2 separate regions of the Cricetulus griseus genome follow, and region 2 is linked to region 1. The links are chromatin contacts, called in public Hi-C maps. All regions are on one chromosome and are shown on one strand. The core of a region is the stretch at or near the end of the contact, and the rest is flanking DNA. Distances in the headings are between cores, read along the strand shown. Region 1 holds the start of Fam107b (protein FAM107B). Region 2 overlaps Fam107b (protein FAM107B).

Evidence for each region. Hi-C and Micro-C count contacts between places; a contact is called where the count stands out from the background.
Region 2: a Hi-C map of fibroblasts shows a contact between it and region 1, with 1.8 times the contacts expected there. The contact joins the enhancer-like site here to the promoter of Fam107b in region 1. A contact is called at or near these places in 3 of 8 Hi-C or Micro-C datasets (the CHK-Q cell line, the CHO-K1 cell line and fibroblasts).

The regions. Positions count from the first base shown.
Region 1 is chr3:220,993,058-220,996,363 of CriGri-PICRH-1.0, forward strand. It overlaps Fam107b (protein FAM107B), which reads left to right and starts at 1,368. Exons shown (of 4, transcript XM_027405206.2): 1 at 1,368-1,516.
Region 2 is chr3:221,049,260-221,052,566 of CriGri-PICRH-1.0, forward strand. All of the region lies in intron 1 of Fam107b (protein FAM107B), which reads left to right. Among named protein-coding and RNA genes, the nearest start is that of Fam107b, 56 kb to the left of the region's middle. Within about 2 kb of position 1,307, at least 1 of the 6 cell types and tissues checked has open chromatin away from gene starts, as enhancers often do.

The DNA of each region.
Region 1 (3,306 bases), core at 118-2,617:
GCAGGGGTGAGGAGGAATGAGAGCAGATGAGCCAAGTGCAAGCAGAAGGATGCTTAGGCTGGGAAGGATCTTAAAATTATATATAATATATATATATATATATATATATATATATATTCCAAAACAAGTTGTCTTTTTAACTCTATGTGAAAGTGGCAAAGAAATATTGCAAAGTTACCATTATTACATGTCATATTTCAGACTAATGTGGAGTAATGTAAATCCTCGGGTGAGTGAATCTATTGCTTAGCAGGCTTCTGGGTAGGGAGGGTGGCCAGGAGCTGGCTGGGGGCACGGTGTAGGACAGATACCTTTGGAATAAGTAATATGCTCATTGAAATCCATTGAGAGCATTTTTTTCCCTTTGTGAACATGACCTAAGCTCTTTGAGTCAGAAAAGTTTCCTAATAAATAAATCCTTAGTCATCCATTGCCAAGAAAATTAAAAAGCTTTTGGTATACAACCATCAGCCTGCTGGCCTCCATTTCATCCTGAGACGAGTCTTGCTTTTGTTTCTGCTGTGATTCAGGCACATGGTAATATTAGAATGTTTGGATTGGCCAAACCTTTGGATTGGATGTAAGAGAGACAGAGAATTAACATTAGAATTTAAAAAAGAGAAACAGTCCTTCCTTGATTTAGGTCTCCACAACTGCCCTTTCCTGAGGATGGGGAGAAAAACCTGGGTCATGGGTTCTGAGCCTTCAGTTGGTTTTGAGTTTGTGTGATTATAACAAATTCTTTTTGAGTTTTCTTCCAAAAATATTTGGCAGTAATTCAACTGTCTGGAGAGAGAGAGACACACACACACACACAGAGAGAGAGAGAGACAGAGAGAGAGACAGAGAGAGAGACAGAGAGAGAGACAGAGACAGAGAGAGACACACAGAGAGAGAGAGAGAACACAGAAAGGAGAGAACACAGAGAGACAAAGGCAGAGAGACACAGTGGCAGAGACACATAAGAGACTTGAGAGACACACAGAAACAAAAAAGACATCCAGAGACAGAAAGACAAACATAGGGACAAGAGAGAGACAGAATGATGAGAGAGAACACACACAAGCAGGTGTGGACCCAGTGAACTTGCATCTGTCACCTTCCATTAGACAGGTGACAATTTTCCCCTCTACCTCCCTGTTCTTCTTTCCTGGGTCCCCAAGCTAACCAAAGTAAAGCCACACAGCAGAGGCCCCTGCCAAAGGACCCAGGACCCAGAGCACTCATTTCCATCCACTAGGGCCAACCAGAGCTGAATGCTCGGGGGGCGTGGCCTGGAGCGTGGGGGCGTGGCCAAATGATGACTCAGCGGCCCCGGCCCGCCCCCGGCCCGCCCCCGCCACTTAATTCTGACGCGCGGGGCCGCGGGGTGTGAGAGCCGCCCAGAGCCGGACTGGCTTCGGAGTCGGCGTTGTAACCGCCGTCGGAACCGCCCTCTCGCCACCCCGGCGGTCAAGGTGCCGGCTACCACCGCGAACGGCGGAGCGCGCCGGGGAGCCGCGCGCCTTTGTGCGAGGTAGGCTGGCCCCACACTTACTTCGCACACAAAGACGAGGAGCCTGCGAGGCGGCCGCCCGCGGGGACACAGCGACGCCTGCCTGACCCCGGCCCGGGGGACCCTGTCGTTGGCAAGCAGCGCGGGGTGGGTTCGCGGTCCCTCGAGAGCAAGCGGGCGGCGGGGAGCCCGGTGGCCCTGCGCTGCCTAGGAAGGTCGAAGGTGCAGGGCCCGGGCGGCGGCCCCGATGGAGGGGCTCTGGGGCGGAGGGGCCCCTGGAGAGGGGGGGATTCCGGGCTGCTGCTCAGCTCATTGTTGTATCCTCGGCCCAGCAGACCCAGACCCCGAGACCCTGGCTGCAACGGCTGCGCTGCCCGCGGCCAGATGCCAGCCAGCCTTGCCTGCCCCGGCGGCAGGATGGGGTCAGCGGCCCGACGCCAGCCCCTGCCCGGCAGACAAAGGCGGGGTCGCGCTGCTTAGAAAGGTGGTGGTGACCCTGTTTCCTTTCTGCAAGTAACTTTTCTGTGTTAGACTCTGTTTGCCTCTTTTGAGTCCGGTAACCCCAGGAGGTTGGGTGATGTCTACGCACAAGAAGTCCCTATATTTTGTTTGGGTTCCGTGATTGCCTCCTGAAACATTTCTGGATGGCTGGGAGGTAATGTGATGCTTTAGAGCCAAGTTTTGACATGTGTGCGGGAAGTGGAGCGTCCCAGCTCTCTTTGAAATTTAGAGGGCTCCTGTTGAGAGGATGGAGTGCAGACACCAAAACCATACCAGTCCCTCAGAAAAATTTTTGTCCAGGACTGCTAACAGAAGTTACTTGATTAGAATGGGCCTGACACTGAAGGGACTAAAAGAGGAGCAGAATGAGGCATGCTAGACTTGACATTCTGAATTTGAGCTTTCTTGCTAACAGGTAGGCCGGTGTCTTTTTCTAGGCATGGTACTCCTCTATCATTTGGAAATGTTAGCTGTTAAAGTTGCTTTAAATCCCATCAGAGGTGCTGACGCCCGTCTAGAGAAGGTTCCTTAGTGTTTGTAGTTTCAGGCTTTACACTTCAAATTATATAACATATACATTTGTGAAAATTTCAAAAATAAGAAAAGAAAAAAAGGCCAGTCATGTGGCCATCACTGAAACATACCCTGAGGATGAAGTTGTGTTTGCTTCATTCCTGGAAGGGGTGTGTGTGTGTGTGTTTGTGTGTGTGTGGAGACTAAATGAATACTTTACTAATTGTCTAAGGTATGACATTTAATAATGATAACTTTGTAATAGTCCTTTGCCATTTTCACAGAGAATTAGGCCAACAACTTGTTTGGGAATATATTTTCTCATAGTCTTGCCAATAACTACTTATTCAGAAGGGAGAGGGAAATATGACACACACACACATATATGCATATACATATGTATGTGTATATATATTCCTTGAATTTCAGGAGTAGCTTGGGACTGTCTCTGTTTAAAAAGCAAATAGATCTTGTTCTTACTTTAAAAATATTCTGAGATTCATGAGAAATGCATGATGGAAAGAGCTGCTTTGTAGAAAGGAGCAGTGGTTTCCCTGATGCATCCACACATGCTTCAACAGAGTTTGCGTTAAGAAAGTAAAATAAGTTTCCGCTGTGCAGTGAGGAGTTTTGACTGTCTAAAAAGCCATTCAGCTACATATTTGGCCAGTGGACATGTTTATCATTACTTGTTGTTTTTCCCCTTGTAAAAATTTTGATCTTTGAATTCTTTAATATGCAAAGTAAAAAGAAGCCTTTGAGATAGTCCTTCAGAAGCAGAGTGCTGAGGAGATGAT
Region 2 (3,307 bases), core at 57-2,556, 56 kb after region 1:
CTTACTTTTAGATTTTCTGTTACATCTTTACTCTCAGCTTTCTTGGTTGCTTGATATTCAGTGAAGAACCCCCACTGGCCTCCCACCCTACTTTGAGCACAGTTCCAAGAGTTCAAGGAAATCAAATTGCGCAGGGGCTCCCTCTACTGGTAGTTTACCCCTGATTTGGTTACTTCTTTTAAGTAACATCCATAGAACAAATCCAAAGTGGCTGAAGAGAGTCTTTGCAACAAAGGGATGGAAAGTTACATGTAGATATTCTGAAATGCACAATTGATGCATAATAGAAAAATAGAGAAAAGATGATTCTATAGTGGTTGGAGGCCAGAGTTTAATTACAGTCAGGAAATTAGGAGAAGCTTCCCGGAAGACATGACATATCTCTGCATCTGAGAGGATGGGTGAGATTTGGCTTGCTGTAAGGATTGGTGGATGGAACAGAAAAGGGCAATCATGTCTGAGTAGAGGGAGCAGCAGTGGCCAAGGCCTCACGTGGAGGAAGGTGGAGGAAGGCCAAGGAGAGTGAAGATGCATAGTGTTTATGCCAGTTCAGTCAGAGCACGGGCCACATGATCAGAATTCTGTTGTTGGTCTTGAGTAACTGTGAACAGGATGGCTGACAGATGAGAGAGCCAGTAGGAAAGCCATAGATATGGCTGCTTCTTTGCCCTCATGGCTCCAGGTGGAAAGCCAAGGAAAAGTGGCCCTATCTAGTTCCCAGGTGCTGCACCAGCCACCTTGTGGTACAGAAATGAGGGCACAGGGAGAAGCTGCCTCGGGCCATTTCACCCCTTTTCCCAACACCTTTACAGCAGTGTGCAGGAGGTGCGTTGCACACGCCTACTGCTTGGGCCACAGAAGACCAGAGTCTATACATGGGACTTGGGGTGGGGGGCTCCTGTGCCTACTCCCCTACTCCAAGACAGAGAAAATTAAAGACAGTGTTTGCTCTGGTTAGAGAACTCATGGAGCCCCACCCCACTGCCCCCAGGGTCTTGTCTGATTAGTAGGAGGCCCTACTTAACATCTCACCACTCTGTTAGTGTCAGAGAGGAGGCCTTCCATGAAGCTAAAGTCTAACAGAGAATTCATAAACACTTAGGATGGCCACCTACTTGTGCTGTAGCATCCTGGTCCAAGTCTCCTCTCACCTGGAGTTAAGGGCTACCCCATTCTTTCCTTGTCTGCCTTCAGCCTGTCCCCAACCCTCCCTCCCTCTGGAACTTTGACCTTTGGAGTCACTCCTGCATTGAATGGATGTCATGGCTTGAAGTAGAGAAGCAGGTCCTTTTATGGAAGCAGGTGGCCTGCTTTGTCTACTGATTAACTAGAATGAATCTGCTCTGGGCTCTTTAGGGACTGTAGAGCTGTGCCTTGTGCATTTGAGATTTCAAGCAAAGAGTCACATTTTGCCCGGGAGCAGCAGTGCTAAAGTCAGGTTGGCTATGATGAGATCCCTCGCTCCCTATGTACAAGGTTTGTATTTCTCCTTTTGGTTAAGGTTGCAGGTCTGATATTAGCAACATCTAGGCAATGTGTGGGTTCTCTTCTATGCGTTCCTCATTTGGTAGCTTTGAGCCTTAATATTTCATGCAGTGTTACCTCAAATATTTAAAACGATGCAGCTACAGCTATTTTTTCTTTTAGTTGGCTTATTCTTTGCGTGTCTAATATGTTTATTTTCATGTTAGTTTTCAAAATTTTTTACAGCACTTTTTAAAACAAACATTAGGTATTGCAGTTTGGCAAACCTAGGTTTTGAGATTAGTGGCCTTGCAATTTATTTTTAGATTATGCCATTATCAGTATAAGCACCAGCATGTTATGAAATTTTGTTTCTCTGATTGCTGAAGAGTCTGAATCTTTTATCTCTAGGGTTGTTGCTGGGGTCACATGTGGCCCTCCACCTGCACATGCTATCCTTAAGGTGCTGGTAGTTGTTGGCTGTCACTTTGCCTAGTTTCGGCTTCGAAGCTTAGTATCCAGCTCAGGAGTTCAGGGAGACATCACTGATAACTGAAACTTGGATTCCTGCTTTGATTGTCGCTGCATATATGTTTGCTCTTTCCCCGTGTCTGTGCTGGAATTCATGGATAGATGCCCTGCTTTCTCTTCTCCCTCCACCTCCACTTAGCCCCAGCCCACCTGTCATCACCTGAGGTGGGTGTCTTTCATGGGTAGAAGCTGGCATTGGACTAAGAGCTTATTCATGGAGGAACTCTTAGCATTCCAGTTAGTGCGGACTTCATAATTCAATGTTAACCCAACATTTCCATGTTCCTGGAGGGGTGGGGATTAGCTCTGGAGGAGAGATGGTCCTTGTCCTTGCAGACAATAGACAGAAACCTGTGATTACCCTGTATCCGGATGTTTGTTGTGGTGTGTGTATCAGGAAGGTGACAGCTGGAGTCTAAACCATTTAGGTGTGGCTCTTCCTCCCACACATTCCCCTGTTCTCTGACTCAGTAGATCTCTGACCTTTCTAGTAAGTGAGGAAGTAACCAGGTTTAGTAGTAGTAACCGTGGGCTTTCCACAGAAGGCAAGGTTGGAATACTTTGTTGTAGTCAGGCCCTTATCTGATTTTGAGTTTGAAAGTCAAAATCACTGAACTGGGACAGGCAAGTACAAATCTCCTGTTAATTATTATGAAATATTCATCTGGTTTGTTCTGAGGTCAGGGAGCAGGCATGGGGTCAGCACCAAGGAATGCATCTTGGTATGCATGGCAGTCATTCACTAGCACCAGCCCTGCCTGGCTTCTGCCATGCAGTCAGTCTGGCTCCTGTTGCTCCATCCCCCAAGTGGGACTTTTCTTCTGTCTTGAAATAGTAGTCACATTCTCAGGCATCACAGTCCTGGTTAGTTACAGGTGTCTAAGAAAGGAGACAGATGCCTTGCTTTCTGGGAGAGTTTCTCCATGAAGGGGGGTGCAAACACTGGGGTCATAGAGTGGACAGTTCCAGAAAGACCCAGAGAGAGCCAGGGAGGGAGTCTCAGAAGGGTTAAGTGGCTCTCCCCAAGAATGTCAGCATATTGTTCTGTTGTTTTCCAGGGACATGTTCTCTATATGTCCCCAAAGGGATCTTGCTGCCAGGTCACCCACCTTCCCTTTCTTTGCTCTCTCTCAGTTGTAGCCCTGAGAATAGATGAGTGGATAGAAGGGAACAGACTGCCTGTTATCCATGTGAGTGCTAGAAGTTTTTTTCTCCATGCATACTTGGGTAGTGCAAATTCGTTTGCTGAGGTTGAGGAAAGAGCTGGTGGTACCCAAGTATTTCTTGTGATGTTGCCTTTGAGATGCAGTGG